Regions from separate parts of the Mus musculus genome. Here regions 2, 3 and 4 are each linked to region 1. A link is a contact called in public Hi-C data. All regions are on one chromosome and are shown on one strand. Each heading gives the region's core, a stretch centred on a gene start, on an enhancer-like site or on the middle of the called end of the contact. The rest is flanking DNA. Distances are from core to core; before and after follow the strand shown. Region 1 overlaps Gm39857 (a long non-coding RNA gene). Region 2 overlaps Gm50595. Region 3 overlaps Gm50595. Region 4 overlaps Gm50595.

The links. Hi-C and Micro-C count contacts between places; a contact is called where the count stands out from the background.
Region 2: a contact with region 1 is called in a Hi-C map of uterus, with 1.6 times the contacts expected there. The contact joins two enhancer-like sites. A contact is called at or near these places in 5 of 484 Hi-C or Micro-C datasets (the G1E-ER4 cell line, nephron progenitors, uterus and 1 more) and 1 of 115 datasets of contacts at active chromatin or transcription factors (double positive thymocytes).
Region 3: a Hi-C map of uterus shows a contact between it and region 1, with 5 times the contacts expected there. The contact joins two enhancer-like sites. A contact is called at or near these places in 8 of 484 Hi-C or Micro-C datasets (embryonic stem cells, nephron progenitors, uterus and 1 more) and 1 of 115 datasets of contacts at active chromatin or transcription factors (double positive thymocytes).
Region 4: a contact with region 1 is called in a Hi-C map of uterus, with 4 times the contacts expected there. The contact joins two enhancer-like sites. A contact is called at or near these places in 36 of 484 Hi-C or Micro-C datasets (the AtT-20 cell line, B cells, the C10 cell line and 19 more), 9 of 115 datasets of contacts at active chromatin or transcription factors (the NIH/3T3 cell line, bone marrow-derived macrophages, embryonic basal ganglia and 6 more) and 1 of 9 other capture datasets (embryonic stem cells).

What each region holds. Positions count from the first base shown.
Region 1 is chr2:75,332,994-75,338,573 of GRCm38.p6, reverse strand. All of the region lies in intron 3 of Gm39857 (a long non-coding RNA gene), which reads left to right. Among named protein-coding and RNA genes, the nearest start is that of Gm32927, 24 kb to the left of the region's middle. Within about 2 kb of position 4,068, at least 5 of the 459 cell types and tissues checked have an H3K27ac peak or open chromatin away from gene starts, as enhancers often do. A contact at or near this core is called in uterus, where this site is marked.
Region 2 is chr2:75,473,061-75,479,139 of GRCm38.p6, reverse strand. Gm50595 reads left to right here. Exons shown (of 7, transcript XM_017319380.1): 3 at 204-261. Among named protein-coding and RNA genes, the nearest start is that of 9430019J16Rik, 32 kb to the right of the region's middle. Within about 2 kb of position 4,474, at least 7 of the 459 cell types and tissues checked have an H3K27ac peak or open chromatin away from gene starts, as enhancers often do. A contact at or near this core is called in uterus, where this site is marked.
Region 3 is chr2:75,488,289-75,493,898 of GRCm38.p6, reverse strand. All of the region lies in intron 2 of Gm50595, which reads left to right. Among named protein-coding and RNA genes, the nearest start is that of Gm39854, 18 kb to the left of the region's middle. Within about 2 kb of position 1,933, at least 13 of the 459 cell types and tissues checked have an H3K27ac peak or open chromatin away from gene starts, as enhancers often do. A contact at or near this core is called in uterus, where this site is marked.
Region 4 is chr2:75,588,746-75,594,142 of GRCm38.p6, reverse strand. The region is part of intron 2 of Gm50595; the gene reads left to right. Among named protein-coding and RNA genes, the nearest start is that of Gm39853, 22 kb to the left of the region's middle. Within about 2 kb of position 3,767, at least 17 of the 459 cell types and tissues checked have an H3K27ac peak or open chromatin away from gene starts, as enhancers often do. A contact at or near this core is called in uterus, where this site is marked.

The sequences.
Region 1 (5,580 bases), core at 2,819-5,318:
GGAATCTCCCCTTTTCCTTCACCTTCTCAGGTCAGTATGCTGACAGACTCAGTCAACCCCACTTCCCAACTGCACTTGAATCTGTCCTTTTTTTCTTTCTCCCTCTTCTCTAGTCTAAGCAATTTCTCATCATTTCATCATGTTGTCATTTAAACATCCTCTCTCCCATCCATTCTCCACACAACAAACGGAGATATGTTTGTAAAATGTAAGCAAACCATTTTACTCTTCTGGTTGAAGCTATCAGAGAGTTCCTCTTAGGACTTTGAAAATACAAATGGGACAAACACCTAAGGGTTTCCCCATCCTTCTGCCTTCTACACCTCTTGATGGTATCAACAGGCTTGGTTTGCACTCCCCTTTCATCTCCTTGGACCTGTCAAGCCTTTGCCCCGATCCTTTCTCTGCCTGAGCTACCTTCCCCAGTATCTTCACATAGCTAGCCTTTAGGACTAGCTTATATCATGACTTAGTGTCACTCTTCAGGAGGTCTCCCAGATAACCTACATAGCAGCCTATCTGATTTCGTCCTCTATCAAAACTCTCCATTTTTCTCCACTTCTTTGCCTTTCAATAATCATAATAGATAAATCATGAAACATCATATCCCGTACATATTGTTCACATGGATTCCTCACTATTAATAGGGCTTGATAATCTTCTAATTCTCATAAGCAAGTATCATCTTCCTGTGCTGTAAATCACTGATAGTGTAATTCAGTACTATTTACCATTTAGAAAATAGAGTAGGAGGACTGGAGAGATGGCTCTGCAGTTAAGAGAACTTCTTATTCCTGAAGAGGACCCAGGTTTAATTCCCAACACCCACATGGTGGTCCCCAATCATCCATTACACTGTGGTACCTAGAGATACATAGGGGGAAATACTTGCATATATAAAATGAAATAAATCTAAAAATTTTTTAAAAGAAAGAAAATACAGTGTTAGTTGATTTTCTTCTTTCTCTTAATATCTCTTCTCTCAAGAGTCAAAGTCCCTTAGCCCATCTTGAATGTGAAGTTACTTGTTACCTTTTGTGTCTCACCAAACCAGAGTCTCAACAACTCAGAAAGATAATTTTCCTTATGCAGTAGTAGGTCAAACCACATCTCTTTCTTTTTAAAAATTAATTCTTGGAGAACTTCAATGTGTCAACTTGACACAGGCTGGAGTTATCACAAAGAAAGGAGTTTCAGCTGGGAAAGTGCCACCATGAGATCCAACTGTAAGGCATTTTCTCAATTATCAAGGATAGGGCCCCTTGTGAGTGGTGCCATCTCTGGGCTGGTCGTCTTGGGTTCTATATGAGAGCAGGATGAGCAAGCCAGGAGAAGCAAGCCAGTAAAGAACATCCCTCCATGGCCTCTGCATCAGCTCCTGCTTCCTGACCTGCTTGAGTTCCAGTCCTGACTTCCTTTGGCGATGAACAGCAGTATGGAAGTATAAGCTGAATAAACCCTTTCCCCCCAACTCTTTTTTGGTCATGATATTTGTGCAGGAATAGAAACCCTGACTAAGATAAATTATATCCACTCCCAAACTCTCCTCCTAAATACTCCCAGATCCACTCCCAAGCCCCTGACCCCACAACTTTTGTACTTTGTAAAAATTAGCTTCCTAAGTCCAATTTGAGTTGCCCATATACTTCTGGTTCTGGGTCCACCTACTGGAGAATGGCTGCTTTACCAGGAACTACATCCTTAAAGGAAGCTATCTTTTCTTTTTTTTAAATATTTTTTATTACATATTTTCCTCAATTACACTTCCTATGCTATCCCAAAAGTCCCCCATACCCTCTCCCCCACTTCCCTACCCACCCATTCCCATTTTTTTTGGCCCTGGCGTTCCCCTGTACTGGGGATATACAGTTTGCGTGTTCAATGGGTCTCTCTTTCCAGTGATGGCCGACTAGGCCATCTTTTGATACAAATGCAGCTAGAATCAAGCGCTCCGGGGTACTGGTTAGTTCATAATGTTGTTCCACCTATAGGGTTGCAGATCCCTTTAGCTCCTTGGGTACTTTCTCTAGCTCCTCCATTGGGAGCCCTGTGATCCATCCAATAGCTGACTGTGAGCATCCACTTCTGTGTTTGCTAGGCCCCGGCATAGTCTCACAAGAGACAGCTACATCTGGGTCCTTTCAACAAAATCTTGCTAGTGTTGCAATGGTGTCAGCGTTTGGAAGCTGATTATGGGGTGGATCCCTGGATATGGCAGTCTCTAGATGGTCCATCCTTTCGTCTCAGCTCCAAACTTTGTCTCTGTAACTCCTTCCATGGGTGTTTTGTTCCCAATTCTAAGGAGGGGCATAGTGTCCACACTTCAGTCTTCATTCTTCTTGAGTTTCATGTGTTTAGCAAATTGTATCTTATATCTTGGGTATCCTAGGTTTTGGGCTAATATCCACTTATCAGTGAGTACATATTGTGTGAGTTCCTTTGTGAATGTGTTCCCTCACTCAGGATGATGCCCTCCAGGTCCATCCATTTGGCTAGGAATTTCATAAATTCATTCTTTTTAATAGCTGAGTAGTACTCCATTGTGTAAATGTACCACATTTTCTGTATCCATTCCTCTGTTGAGGGGCATCTGGGTTCTTTCCAGCTTCTGGCTATTATAAATAAGGCTGCTATGAACATAGTGGAGCATGTGTCCTTCTTACCAGTTGGGACATCTTCTGGATATATGCCCAGGAGAGGTATTGCTGGATCCTCCGGTAGTACTACGTCCAATTTTCTGAGGAACCGCCAGACTGATTTCCGGAGTGGTTGTACAAGCCTGCAATCCCACCAACAATGGAGGAGTGTTCCTCTTTCTCCACATCCTCGCCAGCATCTGCTGTCACCTGAATTTTTGATCTTAGCCATTCTGACTGGTGTGAGGTGGAATCTCAGGGTTGTTTTGATTTGCATTTCCCGGAAGCTATCTTTTCTAATGCAGCAACCATCAGCTATCCATAGATCCTCTGTTACAGGTAGGAGCTCATAGATCCCCTTCCACTCCGTTCTAGAACATTGGTCCAGCTTGATCTTGTGTAAGCAAACCTCAGCTGCTGTGTGTTCTCAGGTCCTCCCTGATTTCTGTCTCTTAGGCTTTTTTATCTTCTCCTTCTTCCATGGTGTCTCTGAGCCTTGGGGAAGGGGTGTGATATGATGTGCCATTTGTGGCTCAGTACTCCAGGGATACTCACTGTGTTTGGGCAAGTTGTGAGTTTCTGCACAAAGAAACTTCTCCATGAGATCTGACACCTGCACTAAACTACAGGCAGAGGCAGGCACACTCACACGGCAGTTTGATATGTTGATACGTCCATTTAGCATAATAATAGTAGTAGGTATGAACGTTTATGCTCTCCCTAACTTTGGATTCTTGGCCAGATTTATAGTACATATGTTTCCTCCTGTGGGACAAGCCTTAATAACAATTAGAAACTAGTTGGCTAACCTATACCATTCATGCCACTATTGTGCCCATGGGCATATCTTGCCATGTTGGTCATTATTGTAGCTCACAGAGTTGACAGCTGGATAGGACTATTGATGATCCTGCGTACACAGCACCTTACTCAACACCTTCTGGTACTATGAAAGCTAGCCAGTGGGAAAGAAACTGAGGTATTTGCTCCATGCTCTGTGACCAATATACCCAGAGTCTTCAGCAATAGGTTCTTACCATCAAGTTCTAGCAAGCAACCAAGAGCAATGGCAACAGCCTGTATTGTTTTGGAGGTCTCCGGGACACTTCTGACCAACAATTTAGGTGGGGCACTTGGCAATGGGCTTTTAATTTGGCAAAAATGACTTCTGGAATGGGCATCCTCCCCTGTGCGGTGTAACTCCAGTTACCCAACTACATTTCAAATGTCATGCTGTGCACTATATTAATGTCTTATGGAGAGCATTTTATTTGGTTCTAGAGTTCCACATCAAAACATTGTTTAGTTAGTCCTATGAAGCTGTACACAGACCTTTGGAGGCTTGATGTGAGAGAGGCACTTGTTTGCCTTGGATAGCAGTTCTCACAGGGAGGGTTGAAACCCTCTCCAAGGGTTGAAAGAGGTCTCTGTTTAGCCTCCACACATTCCCTCCCTTGGAGCAAGAGTGTTTCAATCTCATCTGAGTGCAGATCGGGACAGTCTTTGCCGCCATCCTCCCCACGCTGTAAACATCAGTGAATCACCGTGTATCTGACAAACCACTCAGTTATTGGCTCTTTGCGGAATTTAAATCTGCTACATTTATGCCAGCAGGGCAACAAATAGTAAGCGCTTTGTGGCTTGTGATTTGTCCTCGTCCCACTTCTGGGCCCTCTGATTCTTAATTTGTAAACCCAGATCTTATGAGTTCCCCTTTCCTAGATCCTAATTTCCAAGTCTTTCCCACCCCTGCTTTTCTCTGCCCCAACACATATGGAGCTGGATGAAGGAAGAAAAGAGAAGGAAAAAAAAAGTCTCTTGTGACCTGAAATGACACCGTGAACGCGATGCTTACAGGAGGAGGATCTTCATAAAACTTTTTCTAAACAAAGGAAATCTACCCTTTAAACTTTATCTAGCGGGACAACACAGGCCCCAGCGCAGGTCCTCGTCTGCCAAATGTCCACTCTTGTTTGGACATGGGAGGGCTCTGGATAGCCTGATTTTATGGCACTTAAAAGAAAATCTAAAACAAATTTTAACAATGGCCTGGCATATCAAAAAGCTGGAGTTATTGAAACAATGTGGTGTAAGAGTGAGATCAGATAGACAGAGTAATCAAACAGCCCTGGAGACAGATCCACGGAGACACTAAAATGTAGTTTTGATGCAAATCAAGGATAAACAGAAAGGTAGAAAATGGACCTGCTGTGTCGTGAAGCAAGTGAGATCCTTATCTCACACCATACGCAAACATAAATCCCAGGCCATTAAAGGCCAAAAAATGTAAATAAAGTAATTCTAAACATATAAGAAAAATACGTAAATATTTTTGGAGCATGAAAGACTTTTATTTTTTAAAAGACAAACCCCACACTACAGAGTAAAAGGAACTGAAATTTGATTGTATAAAATTTAGGTTTTTTTTTTTTTTTTTTTTTTTGGTGGAAAACATTGAAACAATCCCCTAAGCCTACTACAAACAAAGATAAAACACAGCTGAAAAAGACAAATGATTCTTTTTTCTTTAATAAATAAATGGTGAGAAAACAAGAAGAATGGGACTCTTAGGAACTAAAAGAGACTTGAGAGCCATGGCAGTCGGAATGAAACCTTGTTTGGATTCTGACCCACGGAAACCAAGTATGGAAAGATGTGCTGTAGGTCAGCATGTCAGAGGAATTTGCAGAGTGATTATTAAACAGGATTAGAAGAATCATTATCAATGTTCAAGGAAGAATGATGAGATTCAGTGGGGTTTTTTTTTTGGTTTTGTTTTGTTTATTTTTTTAATTCTTGGTATTTCAAATATTTGTGAATGACATTGAATGGTGCTTAGCGTTCACAGGGACTGGCAGCTATGGAAAAGACAGAGGGCGTGAGTTTCTACGCTTTATCAATGTGGCCAAGGCTCTTGGTTATCAGAGCTGGAAGAAGGCTGTGT
Region 2 (6,079 bases), core at 3,225-5,724, 140 kb before region 1:
AATTCACAGGCTATTGAGCTCCAGGGATCTATTAATACCCACCTCCCACGTTTGGATGTAGCCACCAAGCCTAGCTCTTTACATGGGTTCTGAGACCGAATGCTTATGTATCGGAGCATGTTCCTAACTGGGCTTTCTCCCTGTCTCAAAATCATTCTAATTTAATTAAGATACTTTTCTGTCCATCTCTGTTTCTCTTTCAGACAGATGCTGGGCATATGTCAACTGGCGGTCTTTCCTCTCATGGAAATCACATTGAAAGTATGTATTTCTATTCTAGTAATGTCATTATTCAGCCCTTCAAACATCTCCTCTATTAGAGCTGTCTCCAGATCTCCAGAATTCTGTTTTATGCTGGATTTCTACTAATAACCTACACTGTGACTCAACCCAGATTGCAGCAATTTGGGTTTTTTTTTGTTTGTTTGTTTAGCTTTTGGGGCAGCATTTTTTATTCCCTATCATAGGTGTGCCTTGACTCTGCAGTAGTCTTCCCACCCACGTCTCCTGGGCACAGGGATTAAAGGGCGAGCTACTGTGCCCCAGTGATTTCGTAGTATTTAAAAAAAATCCATCACACAGGAGAATGAAATCTATAACCCACAGTTCTGCAGGAGAACATTCCTGTGTCCGGAATATAGCTCTTAAGAAGGAACTTTAAAAATGGTGTTTGTGGCTAGCAAGGTGGCACAATTGTTAAGAACAGTGGCTGCTCTTCCAAAGGACCTGGGTTCAATTTGCAGCACCCACTTGGCAGCTCATGACTGTCTGTAATATCAGGGGATCCTCATGGAGACATAAATAAAAATAAATAAATCTTTAAAAAAGAGGCAGGCAGTGGTAGTGGTGGTGTACACTCTTAATCCCAGCATTTGGCAGAGCATTTGGATCTCTGTGAGTTCAAGGACAGGCTGGTCTACAGAGTAAGTTCCAGGACAGCCAGAACTACACAGTAAAACTGTCTTGAAAAATAAACACAAAACCAAGATAATAAATAAAATAAATGGTTTTGAATAATAAACATACCATGGGGAATAGCGTGGCTTTCAAGATCCTTGCTTTGAGGGAGACACTGTTTATGGGGGTGGGTAAGGTGTGTTCATGAAAAACATCTCATATTCTGCTTTTTTTTTTTCCATCAAAACCACAGACCTCACACAGGTTGTGTTTTTAGCAGCATGTTTATTTGTAAACTCTAATCTTGAGAGTTGCCAAGTATCTTTCTGATGATAAGTAACTTTATGCTGACTTTTGTGCCCTGTGTTAACCCTCAGCAACAGATATGTACTAATGCCTGAGAATTCCTTTCTCTGAATCCTTCCAGGATCACTAAGCTTGCTTTTGTTACCTTTGAAAATATGTTACATTATCTGTGTTTACAAGAGCCTGCATGGTGATTAGATTTTAGAAGAATTTGTATATTTTTTGGGGGGAAAAAGACATAGAGCTTTAAACCTCTTTTAAGAAAGAACCCTCAATACCCCGTGTTAGAACTCCTTTGGCCAGGCTGTGGAGCAACCTCTGCGGGAGAATTCCTGCTGGTTTCCATATTAGGACTAAAGGAAAAAATGTAGCTATCGGTCTGAACAACGGAGGATCACCTTTTCTGTCTTCTAGAGAGATTCAAGGTATTGATCCAGGTCTGTGGAAGGGCTCTTTGCTTTGTTTACCAATGAATTTTAAACAGAAGGCATCATGGTGATACAAAGGCCAGTGAATTACAGGGAGCCAGGCGTGTGGACAAGCATAAGGTGTAGGAAGTGTTTCAAGTTTACGGCAGTGGAGCCAGCTCTTTACGACACTGGGTAGCTCTACTCCACATGCAATTCAATGTCAGTGCTTTCTTTAAATTGAATCCTCTGTGGGTAGATATAGATCGTCTCTCCCATCTGTCCATCTGTTCTTCTTCGATGTTGCTTTTGCCGCACAGGAGGTTTGCTGGGAGGTGCCAGTTCAGTGTGCTCATAGACATCTCCAAGAATAAAAGAGAGAGGCATGTCAATTCCCCAGCGTTTGCTCGCTTGAAAATATTATAAACATTGTGATTCTTACTTTCCATCTGCATATAACTGTGTATTATATATTTTGTGCACAATTATTGTTTTTTGTATTTTTGTTTGTTTGTTTGTTTGTTTGTTTTTTGGTTAAATCCAGTCAAGGATGATGAAGTGAGAAGTGACTGCTGCAAAGCTAGAACGGGAGATAAATTCAAAGCTAGTCTGGTCTACATAGTGAGTTTTAAATCAGCCTAGGCTACAGAATGAGACTATTGCTGATGACTATTGTCTCAAACAACAATAACAACAACAACAACAACAATAACAACAGAGCAAAGGGGAGGAGAAGAGAGGAAAGTAGGGAGAAGAAAGGAAGGGAAGTAGGAGAGGAAGGAGAGGGGAGAGGAAAGGGTGGGGGGGGGGGAACATGGCAGCATCCAGGCAGGCATGGTGCAGGCAGGAGCTGAGAGTTCTACATCTTTATCTGGAGGCTGCTGGTAGAATACTGACTTCCAGGCAGCTAGGATGAGGGTCTCAAAGTCCACACTCACAGTGACACACCTACTCCAACAGGGTCACACCTTCTAATAGTGCCGCTCCCTGGGCTGAGTGATACAAACCATCTCAGGGTGGGGTTCACAAGAACCCTTTCAATCCCTGCAGTGTATAACTTTATCTTCTCATAAAGTTTAAATCTCTCTTCATTGTTCAAGTCTATACATCTTGAAAAGAAAAAACCAGATGTAGGTAAATGAGTTTTTTTTTTTTTTTATTCCACATCAATGAATATTCTCTTGGTTTCAAAGCAATGGCATCTCCATTCCTTTAGAGTAGTGGGATCACAGTAATTGAAAATGAAGTATGATTTGGTTTGTTAGAATATAAATTTTCAGGATGCATCTTTCAGCAAAAAAGAGACAGATTGTTATTAATAACACTTGTAATAATGAGTAGTGTTTAGGATGAGACTCTAAGGTTGGAAAGAGTCCTTGAGGGTATAAGTTATAGCCACTCAATACTTGAATCCCCTTGTCCAACCCCTCAAGGGTCACCCAAGCTGTGCTTAACCACCTTTGGCTATCTGGAAACTCACTGCCATTATTTCTTCAACAAATAACAACTGTCATGGTTCAGATGATCAGAGTCTTAATTTATCATCATAATGTGTCTAATTGCATTATAATTATCTATTACTGAGATAGGAATTTACTATGATATAAAAAAAAATCCCTTAAATCAATCACACTTGAACCACAGCATCCTCATTTGCATCAGACATCTTTAATTGGAGAGGGCTGGCAGAATTGAGACCAAAGTGTTGAAAGAGACCTTGAGGCATCCTGGGGCCTAATGTGTCACTTTCAGCAGGTTAGGTGCCATGATGGCCCTTTTTATAGATGCTAAAAGAGGCTCCTTTGAAAGGGAGAGCTGTGGGGTTGGAGCAATAGCCTCCTTTCAGGGGCCTGGGGAGATGGCTCAGTCAGTAAAGTTTCTTGCCACACAAGCCTGAGGAGCTGAGTTCAGACTCCATGCAAAGAGGGGAGAAAAACAGTTGAGCATGATAGCTTATCTATGACCTCAGTACAAATGTGGCAGGAAAAAAAAGTGGATCCCGGGAACTCGCTGTCCAGCCATCCTAGCCAGAGTAGGTAGTTTAGGAGCCAACTGGGTTTAGAAGATGGCCAGTGTTCACTCTGATTTCTAGGGAAGGAAAGAAAAGACCATTATGCACACCTATAAATCCTGCCTTTTATAGTAATGAAAAAATTACAAAGAGCCAATGCCATTTTCTTTCTTGATACAATTAGCTGATCAAACATCTTAATTTGGAGGGATCGCAGCTGATTGAGTTGAAGGTAGCATGCTGTTTAGTAAAATCTATGGCCATGGCTAATACCACAGATTGATTTTCTCTGTCATGAACATGTTATGGATTCTACCTTTTCTAGGAAATTAACCCCTCCAGTTCCCATCCCAGGCATCAAAAACGCCCCCATGTTTGGGAAGGGCCTCACATGGGAGATTGTGGGATGATCCCAGACGCCTTGACAGTCCCTGCTGAGGGGTGATAAATCACTTGTGCAGATTCTGGCTGCTCTTCAGGGAACCTAAACTCTGTAGCACAGACCCTAGAGTTGGTACATGTAACAGGCTCCTAGATAATTCTGAAATTCTTTTAGGTTCAGGGTTTAGGAACGAAAGACTGTCTTCCGGAGCTTGAAATTCCAACAATCACCTTCTTTTTAGTCCCTAAGAATCCCAGATAGGGAAAGCCATGGTCCAGTGGGTGGGATAGTGGTGAGCAGGAGTTAGCTTCCGGTAGGGTGGGAGATGGTGATGGGAGGTCTGTCGAATGAGAGCTTAGCCAGCAAGAGGGAGGGCCGAAGAATCAAAGGGAAGCTTTGCATTTGACAGTGGAGCTTGGAGCCAGCTCTGCATGAGTGGACTCAGCCTGGAAGCCTGCCATCTCGGTTCCTCAGAGATGAAGATGATGATAGTGAGCAGGGTAGAGGATTGTTGGGTTTCAAGAATTTATACGGTATGATGGTTTTTATCCTCTTTCCCAATCCAAGAAACAAAACAAAATCCAACCACTTTGTAAACTAACCGTCAAGTCTGAGTGCTGAGTCTTTACTGGAATTTATTAGATGTGAAACTAGCATGGCTTCGCTTGAGGGGAGGTTGCGTTGGTATCTGATGGTGGAAAGGCGAGTGTTCCAGTTGGGGAGAATTATGCGAATGGATGCACAGCAGTCCTAAAGGGGACAGGATTCCAGAGTTGTGCACGATGTTGTTTGTGCACTCTGTGTCAGACCAGGGCTTCTTGAGGCTAAAGCTACAGGGTTGAAGGAGAGGCCAGCATTGCCCCTTCCCTGGCACAGGACCACAGTCACAAAACCCAGTAAAAACCAATTCAGTTCATTGAAAATACTGTTTATGAGAATGATTATGGATAATCTTTCTCTAGAATTAGGAAGAAAGAAAAAAAAAGGACTCCATTTTTGTTTTATTTATTTATTCATTTTTTAAAAAGGGTATTTCAACAGTTCTTCAGTTAGATTAGATTTCTCCCAAGCTTAGGGCGTTAGCTTCTCCTTGAATTGTGCCTTGCTCCTTTTTCTTAAGATTATGACATGTTAAATGCTGATTTACTCATTTCTGTAATTAGATGTAGAGATTAGAATCCCCTTTATCTTACTCTGCAGTTTTCCTTTATGGGAAATTATGAAAGAATAATAGGTAAAAAGTTCAGAATGGGAGAAAGAATAAACAGAATGCTGAATGGATAATAAAATATTTAGTGCTTTTCAATTAACTGTTCTCACGATTAGTACACTAGTATATTATATCATAAAAATCATGTCTATTAATTTTTTGCAGCCATTATCTTGACTGTGATTTACTCCCTTCAAATCATTAACAATGCCATTAAAAAGGTGGATGGAGATGAACGTCCTGGAGAGAGATCAGGGATGTAATAGGATTATTGTTCAGGGTCACATGGAGACTGAAGAGCAGAGAATGGAGGGGAAGGGATGGGAGAGAGAGGTGCACTCCTTGCACACAGCTCCATGGTGCAGAGTCAAGTCGGTCCCTCCATGAGAACGTGGGGGAAGGGGCCTTCACTGAGGCAACACTGCTTCAAGTGGAAGAAGATGCTGTGTATAAAAAGCTCAGTGACTTGAGGGTATGGGCTTTTCTTGCAGTAGAAGTTCATTGCTCAGGAAGGGGAAGAGAAATTTATGTAAGGAGGAGAGTCCTTAGGGTTCCGCCCCAGGCCAGTGAGGCATTTATATTCCAGGTGATGCTCACGGCTCAAGGTCAGCCCCGCTATCCAGGCAAAGAAAGAACCCCGACTCCTTATAAAGAGTTCTCTTTCTGGGAAAGTGAGGTAAGCCACATAAACAGAGGAGACCGGGGTGCTCTGATGTTGTAGCTGTGCTGTGTGCTGACATCCTGCAGACCCTATCTCTTCAGTTCTTCTCTTTTTGGCTAAACAGCTGGCCCGTCTTCAAGGCTGATGCACCATTAGCATCCCATATGAATTTGGCCTATGTATGGCAAACAAGGTTTATTACTAG
Region 3 (5,610 bases), core at 684-3,183, 160 kb before region 1:
GTACTCCATGGGTAAATAGAAAGCTGTGAGTGTAACTGTTGGCTCACATTTCCCCTTATGTGTAATGGAAACAACAAACGTTTTCCTTTGTGAAAACCTAAAAGCCTGTGTAAGCTTTTGAGAGGAGGTTGAAGTCAACGCTCCACACTGACTGCACTTCACAACAGCGATTCTCACGAGGAGCAGGAGGCTGCACTGATTGTCTGGGGCACACCGATATGACAGACACTGTCAACGCTGTAATTAAAACAACAACAACAACAAACCCACAAATAAACACGATCCTTCCAGATGGCTCTTGATGGGCCTTTTGAGAAAGTCAACAATAACTTCCGTTTCCGAAGACCTGGAAAGCTCTCTGCATTAGCTAATGTCAGGGCATGGCTTGCCTAGCCAGAGCAGAACAAGTTACCATTGCCAAGGACAAACATGGTGCCCCCTGTGCCCTCCTTATCCATGCCTTCTGTAATTGAGAGGGATAATTACAATGGCGCAGGCGCTGAGGTACATACGTGGCCAATGCTCATGAGTCTAACTAACTTGTGGTTTGTCTTGACTCAGTAGCAAAGTGGAGAGAGGCCCTGCAGAAAGGCATCTCCTGCTGCTGCTTTCCAAGGTAGCCCCTCGCCATAGCAGTAAACTCCCAGATTGCAAGTCCTTCAACTACCTCTTATTAGCTGGCTGACACTGGGCATCTGTATGATACCATCTGAAGCTATGTTTCTTTACTTAGAAGACAGGCGATAAAATCGAGTACCTGAGTGAGCTCTTAATGCCGTGGCTGGCACAGGCCAAGTGTTCACATGTACCAATTTTTCACTAAAGAGGACTTAGAAAATAAATGAAAAATAAACTTTGAGGGTAACTGATGTTCTTGAACATTAAAAAAATCACCTCCAGTTTGGCCCAGTCTTAAGTCATCCTTTAAAAATGAGAGTTAAAAAAAAGAATATATATATATTTTTTTTTTTCTTTGAGATATGGTCTTGTTATATAGCCCAGCCTGGGCTTGAGTTCATGATCTTTTTGTCTCAGCCCCTGAGTTCTGCGATTACTGGTAGGTGCACTCAGCCTGAGCTAGCCACTTTTAATACATGACTTTGTCTGTCTTTAATCAAGAGCACCCCCACCTGTGGCCGGTTTCCTTTAAAGTTCTTCAATTGCCTTCAGCGGTTTTATGTATTCACCCCTAAGCTGTGGAAAGAACAGAATGTGAACACTTCGCCTGGCCTCAAATGTTTAGACTTTGCTGTTCCAAACAGTCAATAAATAAGGAGTGCCTATCACATCATTAGGGGATTCAACTTTCATTCCATTGCTTCAAGAATTTGCAGAATTTAAGATGTGAAAAAAAAAAAAAACCAGGAAAACAGAAGAGAATCTTCCCTGTTGTGGGAACTGTAGGTCTCTCTTTTACAGAGCTTGAAGAACTTGAGCCATGGGCACTTTCTTCCATGAAGAATTTCTCCTGCACTGGAAGACTGAAACAAGAGTCCTGAGTCCCCGTAGGAATCTTCAGCTTGTAATTGGAAAAGTGTGCACTGGTGTGGAGCTGGGCCACTGCCAGGCTGTGTGTGACAGGAGCCAGTCTCTGCTGAGCTCCGAAGCATTTTGCAGTTTATGGCAAATCAGTGTCTCCACTGGAGTCCTTTTTAATAGGCTTATTTAGGTGGCATTGTGTGTGTGTGTGTGTGTGTGTGTGTGTGTGTGTGTGTGTGTGTGTGTTGGCTTAGGGAGAAAAGCTTTTTCTGAGAGCTTTGCAAAGCATCACTGCAGCCCTGGAGGGAACAGGTTTTGGTTTTGTGGTGTTTTGCTTTCAACTGAGAGTTGATGCTCTTTGGTTTCTCCTTTAAACAACCCCCCCCTCCCTCATTGCTTTGAGCAGTGTCCCTGGACTTGGGGGAACTCCCTCACAATGTAGCAATTACTGATTTATGTTCCAGTGATAAGAATGTGTTTTACTGTGGTCATAATATTTGTCCAACTTAACTACTATGTACTGTAAAGTATCATAAAAGCTTCTCAGATCAAACATTATGAGACAAAGGATCATGAACTGCCCCCAATCTATGCACTCCGACTCCTATGAGATCTGTGGGCATGCCACCATGAAGAGAGGACAGATAGAGAAGCCTGTGCCCTCCCACTCCAATTTAGGTCATCTGAACCTTCCCGATGCCTGCTTGTCATCAGCTGAGCCCCTGGGTTAAGGTTTAAAACCTGTTATTTCCCTGGCTTCACCTCATTGTAGCATCAATCTTCCTCCTTTGGAAATTAGGAATTTCACTTAGATTTGCTGTCAACATGTAAACCTGGCTTGGGTTCATGTCTATTCTATGATACTTTTCCCTATCTTATCTTCTATTTTGATCAGTTACTGTTAAGGATACCTTTTTAAGGCATTCCCCCCCCCCATTTTTTTAAAAATAGGGTCTCATGTAGCTTTGACTTGTCTGGAACTCACTGTGGAAACTAGGCTGACTTTGAACTCTGCCTGCCTCTGTCTCCATCCCCAGTGCTGGGATTAAAGGCATGTGCTACCACACCCCCAATCCAATGTATCTTGATTATTTCCACTCTTAACTCCTCCTTCCATTCTCCCCAGAGCTCCAAGCATGTCCTCTTCCTACCTTTATGTCCTTTCCATTCATTTTATAACCTACTGAGTCCAGTTAGGATTACCCCTGGGTGCACGAGTGAGGTCATTCTCAGGAGCATGGGCAACCTGTCAGCAGCCACACCTTAGTGTGGCTTGTCAACTGCTAATAGCTCCTGTGTTGGGGCAAGGTTTCTCTAGCCCTTCTTCCATGTCTGCTGGGGTGTGGAGTGATTTGATCTTGCTCAGGTAACCAGAGTTGCTGGGAGTTGATGACAGTTATCCTGCAGTCCAGCAGACAGCATCTCACAGGACCCTCCCACTCTCTGGCTTTCACATTCTTTTTGCTCTCTCTTCCCTGTTGTTCTCTGAACCCTGGAGAGATTGATATGATTGATCGACTTAAGGGTGAGTGCTCGATAGTCACTTATTCTCAGTCTCTGTATTGACTGATGTCCACTGCATCTCTGACCCAGGTTGAGAGAAACACTAATATATGGCTATAGACACAAATATCTAGAAATCAATTTGACAGCATGCCCAATTAGAAAAAAAAAAAGCTGGCAGGTTTTCTCTTAAGGTCTATGAACTCCCAAACCATGGGCTTTTGACAAGTTTATAGATACCAGGAATGAATTCTCTCCTATGAGACAGGGTCCAAAGCCAAGCTGAAGTGGTTGGTTACTCCTCTAATACTCACGCCACTACTACACCAGTGGGCACATCTTATCTGGCAGGTTGGTATTGTGCTATGCAGGGTCCACTGATGGGTGAGTCCATTGATGACTTTCTCCCTCAATATCTATAGAGCACCTTCCAGTGCTGTGGAAGTTAACTAGAGGGGAGGAATTTTCCTAGTCCATTCCAGCTTGATTTTTCTGTCCTGCAACCAAAGAGGCCACCTTTTCTAAGTAATTTCTCAGCTCCCCACGTCCACCTACCACGGAGCCAAGGAGATACAAAGCAGGGCAAATTCTCTGCTGCAAGGTTCAGAGGCTGAGTTCTCTGCATCCTCCATTGTTCTACTTCTGGAAGAGCTTGCGACCATTCTTGTTTTGTGGTTTCCACAGCTGGCAGAAAGAACTCCTACATCCTCAGCAACTCTGCTCCTGCTTGTGTCTAGGTCACCCGCTATGGGTTCCCCACCACAGTACCTTCCATGCCTAAGGAGCCAGATTGTGAGGGGGGCCACAGGATGGGGTAACAGAGCCAGCTCATCAGGATTGCACACCCAGCCCTCAGTCTGATAAGCAGCCACCGGCATAAACAAGGCATGAGTCTTATATCCTTTCTTATATCTTTATGTAATCACATCGTCTGCAGAGCCTTGTACGAGTTCTCAGTTTCCTCTTCTGCTAGGGACCACACTGAGCAAATCAACCTGTGCACCGGGGACTCTGCTGAGGAAATCTGAGAGTGATGGACAGCATAGAAGTGACTTCAGTGTTCCTGTGAAAGCTGTCACTTTCTCTGCAGAGTGCTGTGACCCGTGTGGTAAGCAGTGGAGGTTAATGTCACCTTTCATGCCTGTGTGGAGGAGAAGCAAGGACGCACGTGAAGACGGCACATGGTCAGAGACAAGATGGCTTCTGGGTAATCTCCTATATTCATGCTCTGAGAATATGCGGGCTTTTATAGGAAAAATGAAAACAGTTTATAAATGCAACCCTTTTGGATGTTAAATGCAGTTTTATTAACTCCTAATGACTCATAGTTCAACACAGAATCACTGAACCTCTAATAGCTTAGTCTGTAGTTATTAGGCTAAATAGTTGTGGTGGTATCACAGAAAGGTACAGGGGAACTGACCGAGGCAGGGAGGAACCATAGTTAACAAGTGGACTCCAAAGACCTGCTGTGTGGCTTTGGGAAAGTCACTTTGCTTCTCTGTGCCTAAATTTTCTCACCTGTAAAATGGGGGAATAGTAAGTATATTTATCTCCAAGAGTTAGTATGAGGAATTGATGTGTAAACTCACGTAAGGTGCTTGTATTGGTGCCGACACTTCTGTTTACTGAGTGCTTCTTATGACATTTTGGCCTCTTACCTTAAAAACATTACTTCTTTCTTTTCTTGAGATTGTAATATTTCCTTTTCCTTCCTCCAACCCTTCCATATACCATGCCCTACTCCCTTTCATATTCATGGCCTTCCCACCTCCCATTCATTGCTGTTACATGCACATATATGTACGTACATGTATTTTCCTAAATATAATCTACTCAATCTACATAATGTAACTTGTATGCATATATTTTCAAGGCTGACCATTGCATATTGATAAACAATTGGTGTGGTTTCCTCTGGGTGTCTTAGTAACTGTTCTATTGCTATGAGGAGACACCACTACCAGGGCAACTTATAAAATAAGGTATTTAACTGGGGGGGCGGCGGCTTGGGGACTCCCAGTTTCAGAGGGTTAGTAGATTCTCATATTGACAGGGAGTATGGTATCAGACTTGTGAACATGGTGCTGTAGCTGTAGCTGAGGGCTCACATATGACTTGTAAGTTTTAGGCGAGAGGGAGGAGAGGGAGAGGGAAAGGGGGAGGGGAAGGGGGACGGGAAGAGGAGAGAGGCTGGGCTTAGTGTGGGCTTTTATAACCTTAAAGCTCACTCCTAGTGACATAACTCTTGAACAAGGCCACACCTCCTAATTCTTCCAAAATAATTCCACTAACTAGGGATTAAGCATTCAAGCATATGAGTCTATGGGGACTGTTCTCATTCAAACCATCACACTGGGCAAGACTACTCCCTCTCCCACCTCTTCTTAGCCTCCCTTAGTTGCCTGTACTTCTTTGTGTAGGGCTGAGTCTTCTGGGCTTTCCCTGTCTAGTCTGCCATGCCTCCTGCTGTTGCCCTGGTTCAGATCACACGTTGGCCACATTGGTGAGATGTTATGGTTGAAGTCTTGATATTACTCGGAAACACAATCTGAAAGCAAAATCCCTGATCCTCTGGCTCTTAAAATCTTTCTCCAACTTTTCCCACTATGATCCCCAACCTTGGAC
Region 4 (5,397 bases), core at 2,518-5,017, 260 kb before region 1:
GGGTTTAGGGGAATCCATCTGTGCCTGGCTCCTTAAGTAGATACTGGGGATTAAAGTGAACAAGCACTTTACCCACCGAGCCATCTTTCCACCTCCTCACTCCATACTTTGCTTTGCTCGGCCTCTGAGTGTCTGGTCTGTCTTCATGCTCACCCACTGAAACACTAACTTGACTGGACTCATCTGTACTGCCTGGTTTTTCTACCAGCTGCTTCTTAGCCCGGGAGTTCTTACCCTCCGAAACCATACTGCCTGCCACCCTTAGGAAACTGAAAAATTTAAGCCTCTGAATGAGGCGACGAAAGCCGAAGGGAATGGGGGTTGGTGTGTTGACTCTGTGGAAGAGACGCCACGATTTCCGTGTCAGGACCAACCGTGGCTGTGGTGTGAGGAAAGGATGGCAGAGGGGCCATCTTGCAGAAGACCGGTTAGGAGACTGTTGCTGGTCAGGAGAAAAATTACAAAGGCGTGGCAGAAGCCAGGCTGGGCAGTGGTGAGGCAGGGGAGTACCGGCACATCGAAGACGACAAGGGGACCGAAGTTTCATGGAGGAGTCTGTAAGCGACACGGACAAATGATGCAGACAAAACCCGTTCCTTGAATTTGGTGACTAGAAGGTCCCTGGCGACTCTTTCTAGAGGAGTCACATGTGAATGACTAATAAAGAAGCCAGTTGGGCCGAGGAGTGACCCAGAGACGAGTGGGAAGGGGCCACAGTGCTGGCGACCTGTGGGCTTTCTCTCTCTCTATTTCCCAGGGTGATTTCCTCCTTTGCTTTTGATCCAATGGATGAAACCCGACAGTAAGTAAGTAAGTTTAAGCCTCGAGATGATCCTGTGACATAGGGTTAAGCATTCTCTTTTTTTTACAGCCGAGCTGCTGAGGACTTGCGAGGGGCTCACAGTGGCTAAGTAGCTGGGCTTTAGGGAGAATCCAAGACTGATGGCTGAGCCCCTCCCTCGCTTAGGACAGAGATCCGTGTTGCTCTTCCTTCCTGACCCCGAAATCTGTTTGTCATCATAAAGTTGGTAGACTTTCACCAAAACATGAGTCAAGTACAAAACTTTTTCCCCCTGAGGCATTTTGAAGTGACCATTGATGACCTTACTCCCCCTACCTCCAGTGTTAATGAGCAAATTCAGGGCTTTTGTGAATGCCAGCGAAGCTCTCTACCACCAGGCCACACGCCCTGCTCACTGCATTTCTCGTCCCTGCTGAGGGGTTTGTTCATTGTATGAGCTCCAATACCACTTGTCCTATTATGACTTAGGGACTCACAGGGCTGTTTTGAGGGTTCGCTATTGGAAAGCCTCCTGCTTCTTTGAAAAGCCCCTTTCTGCATTCAAACATTACGAGAGCAATTTTAAACATCTTCAAATATCTGAGAGTCTTGGGATTCCTTTCCTGAATTTGAAGCTGGCAGGTGGCTTTGCCTACCTCAGCCAAGCTTGCGGAGCTGCAAGAGTGTTTATTTTCCAATCAGACTGTCTATCTAAGAGGTCAGGTGAGCCGAAAAACCAAAAAGAACCGGTGGGCACCGGACCTCCCACGCCCCACAGCCCTGCACCGCTCTGTTGCGCTCAGCCAGAAGGCAGCTGGCATAGTTTCCTACCTTGGTCTTTTCATCAGTGATTTCTTTTCCCTCCTCTGTACAAATCTTTTGACTGTAGTAACTTCATCCTTTGAGGAACAAAGTGGGAAGTGCTCCCAACAAACTCAAATAGCTTTAGCCACGATCTAAAGTAATTTGATGGGGGAATAAATTGGTAACTGGTTTTCGGGAAAGGGAGGCACTGAGATAGAATACAACCAGCAGTAAGATTGACGTGCAGCGTTCACGTAATCACAACAGAGAAGATAGATGAAGTGTTCGGCATCTAAACTCTGGAGCCAGGAGCTGGGCTAGGGTTCCAGCTCGGCTCTATTTCTTATTTCTCGTGTCACTAAGGCTCCTATCTCTCAAGCTTAGGTGTTGTGAGCACCCAGTGGGGCTGCTGAGGACCCAGTACCTGCTGCACAAAGGGCTGGCTTTTCTGGAGCTCCGTAAACGGGCGTTGCTGTTGCTGTGCCTTGGAAGGGATGCTGGCGTGTTTATATTATCCCGACAGGGCTGTCACCTGTGTCAAAGCTGCTCACTCAACATTGAAGAAGCCTTTGAAGGCAGCTGAAGCCAATCAAGGAGATCATGGAGACGAGACAATCAGGAAATCTTTACAAGTGACACTTTTAAAGAAGGTTTAGTCTCCCATGAGTTCAGATCGGTCTGAGGAACTTCCTAGGGACTGTGATTTGAATGAGGTCTTATACAACTTGGCTAAGAAAAAAAAAAATGAAGTGCTTTCATCCAGGAAATAATGTGCAGAAAAAGAGGAGAAACAAGAAAGACTTATTTTTTTGGAGTGGGGGGGGTGTTAAAAATCAAATTATTGGCATGACTGTGCATTGCTGAGACTCAAACCCAGGGCCTTCATGCATGCCAGTCAATACGAACCTTCCCCTTTCTCCATAAAGGTAAAAGTAACACAGCATTTTGATATTTGATGTATATGTATATATATCAAATACACACACACACACACACAGACACACACACATGCACACACACACAGACACACACACATGCACACACACACAGACCACACACACACACACACACACACACACACACACGCACACACACACGAATGCACGCACACACAATCTTATTGAAGATAGAGTTTTCATACACTGTATTCTGGTTGTGGTCCCCTCCCTCTCTATTTCTCTCAGTTTTCCCCTCCCCTCTCCTCCCCTCCCACTGAGGTCCACTCCCTTTCTGTCTTTCCTTAGAAAACAAACAGGCTTCTAAGGGATAATAATAAAATATAATGAGATAAAACAAAAACAAATCAGAATCTAACAAAACAAACAAACAGAAGGCACAAGAACTCAAGAAAAGGCACAAGAATCAGCTGCAGACAAAGAGACTCACTTCTTGGCACACCCATAAAACCGCAAACCTGGAATCCATGGTGTATACACAAAACCTATAAAGTAAAACTAATTGTAATAAAATAACAGTAACTTTTTCTTGCACCACCACTACCCGGTGTATTTATTTATTTATTTTAATAAAAAAGCTCTGACGTAAGGAGTTAGGAGACAAGGAACCTTAAAGTCACCACTGGGTTCCTTTTCAGTCGGCCTCTCCTGTTGGGCACTGCAGCCTGCCCTTAAGAGTGGTTTGTTTCTCCAGTGAGACTTCCTTGGAGAAAACAAAATTTTCATTTCCAAGTGGTTATAGATTGGAGAGAGTTTCTGGATTAGCACTGTGGAGTGTGTCCTCTCCTCCTTTCATCTGCATCTGGTGCAGGACACCCCCCCCCCCCCGCCCCGCCCCGCGTGCTACCTCCATCTCTGGGAGTTCATATGTGCACCAGTCCTGTTGTGTTTAAAAGTCTTGTTTCCTTGGTATCTTCCACCCCTCTGGCTCTTTTTGCCTCCTCTTCCCCTCCGGGTTTCCTGAGCCCCAAAGGAAGGGCTGAATAATATTTATATTTGAAAAGACAGTCTTGAAGCTTTTGTGAGTTAATGCATTTGACACTTTCTTTTAAAATATGTCCCCTTCCTCGTCGGTTTGACTATAGTATGAAGAAAAGTGTATTTATTGGCGAACTATAGGGGTTGCAGATTTTTATATAACCCACCATGTCTTGATGACACCCCAGGCAGATCGTGTCCACTAGGTGGCGCGCATGGGCCTTCGCTGTAATGCTGTGGGTTTTCTAAACCAGGCTAGGGAGCGCTGTGCTATCCCTGGTGAGGCAGCTTGCCCAAGACCAACTCCAAATGCCTTAAGCCTGGGGTTCCCACAGCTGCAGCTTGCAGCCTGATCAACCTCAAACCGCAGGCTGCAAAACCAGAAGCCCCTGAAGCGGCTTCAAACCAAAACACTGAGGTGGACAATGCCATGGCTATTTAGAGGAAAGGGATAAAGACACGAGGGGAGCATTAAAAAGAACGAGATCCTTCTGCACTGGTTTTCATGACAGTATAATTTTCTCTCATGTTGTAAGGTTGAGCACAACGTGAAATCGAGGCTAGATTCTGATGCAGATTTCAGAGTGGGAGGGGAAGGCATTTTGTTTTTCTTTAGGAGAGCGCCAGCTGATTCCCTTTATTTTCCAGATGAAACGCTGACGGCTTTGTCATAGTTTTATCCTTTATTACTGGTCTAAAAAGGGACAGGTGTCTTCCTTCCAATCCGAAGCAGCAAGTAATGGCTTTGGCATCATTTCTTTGCCTCTTTTAAGTTTATGGAAACCCATTTCTCATTGTTAGGCTAAAGATGCAGATCAGAACGGAGGAGCCTGATTCTTGTCACAGGAAGGCTGCTTCTCAGGCGATTAGAAAGCAGCAGCCGGGAGTCTTGACAGGAACGCGTGACAGATAGCTATGGCAACGCAGTTACAGACCCCGCACGCAGGGCCTCCAAAGCCCTGGGTTACCCCGCACGCACGCGTACAACTCTGCTTAGGAGCAACCCTGAGACCGGTTCTACGCGTTTCTGCAAAGCTTGCCTGTGCTGGTTTATCTGAGCTGGCTGAAGGCGGTGGGGGAACACGAGGCCTTTTTCCTGTAGTGTAGCTCAATGCAGCAGCATCTCTGTCTTGGGTTCAAGGGTACCCCGATTCTGTAATTACAGATCGGCAAGCTCATTTTGATTTCGGCCAAAATAACTCTTAAAAAATTTAAAGGTATCTTTGTGTGTCTGGTGTTTTGCCTGCACCATATCCTGAGCACAAAATAAGATTTTTTTAAAAGTCAAATTTATAGTTCCTGTAAAATAATAATAAAAGTACCTTTTTTTGTACTTGCCCAGGGTTCTTATGTATGTAATCCTCTTTTTATGGTGCTGATGGCAGGCTTTCAATGGATTTCTTAAGATCTCTTCCAATGGTATATAATCTTGGTTCAGAAATATGCATTAGTTCAACAAACCCAGACAGAAAAGTAATTAGGGGTGTATGGAAATAGTGGAGTAGGGACAGAGTGATTCTTTTAAAATGGGCTTTCCTAATAATTTCGTTTACTTAAAGAAAGGTGGGTGAACTATCTGCATTTCTGGAAGGCGTGTTGCCTCTTATTCAACCTGTGCTTATTGTTTCAAAAGACAGGAATTAACAAGCAGAAATAAAGCACCTTTTCTACAGCAAAACATTTAATTTTACTTACTAAAATGTTAGATTTCAATACAGACCCAGGAGCCAGCAATGTCTGATATATTACTAGAGAAACATCTGGAAGTGGCTGTAAGGACGGCTGAGTGAGTGTAAGGTTCGCGATATCATCTCTGGATGTAATATACTTCTTACCTCTGGGTGGCGCTGTTCAACTGCTTCTTGTTTTTATGTGCCG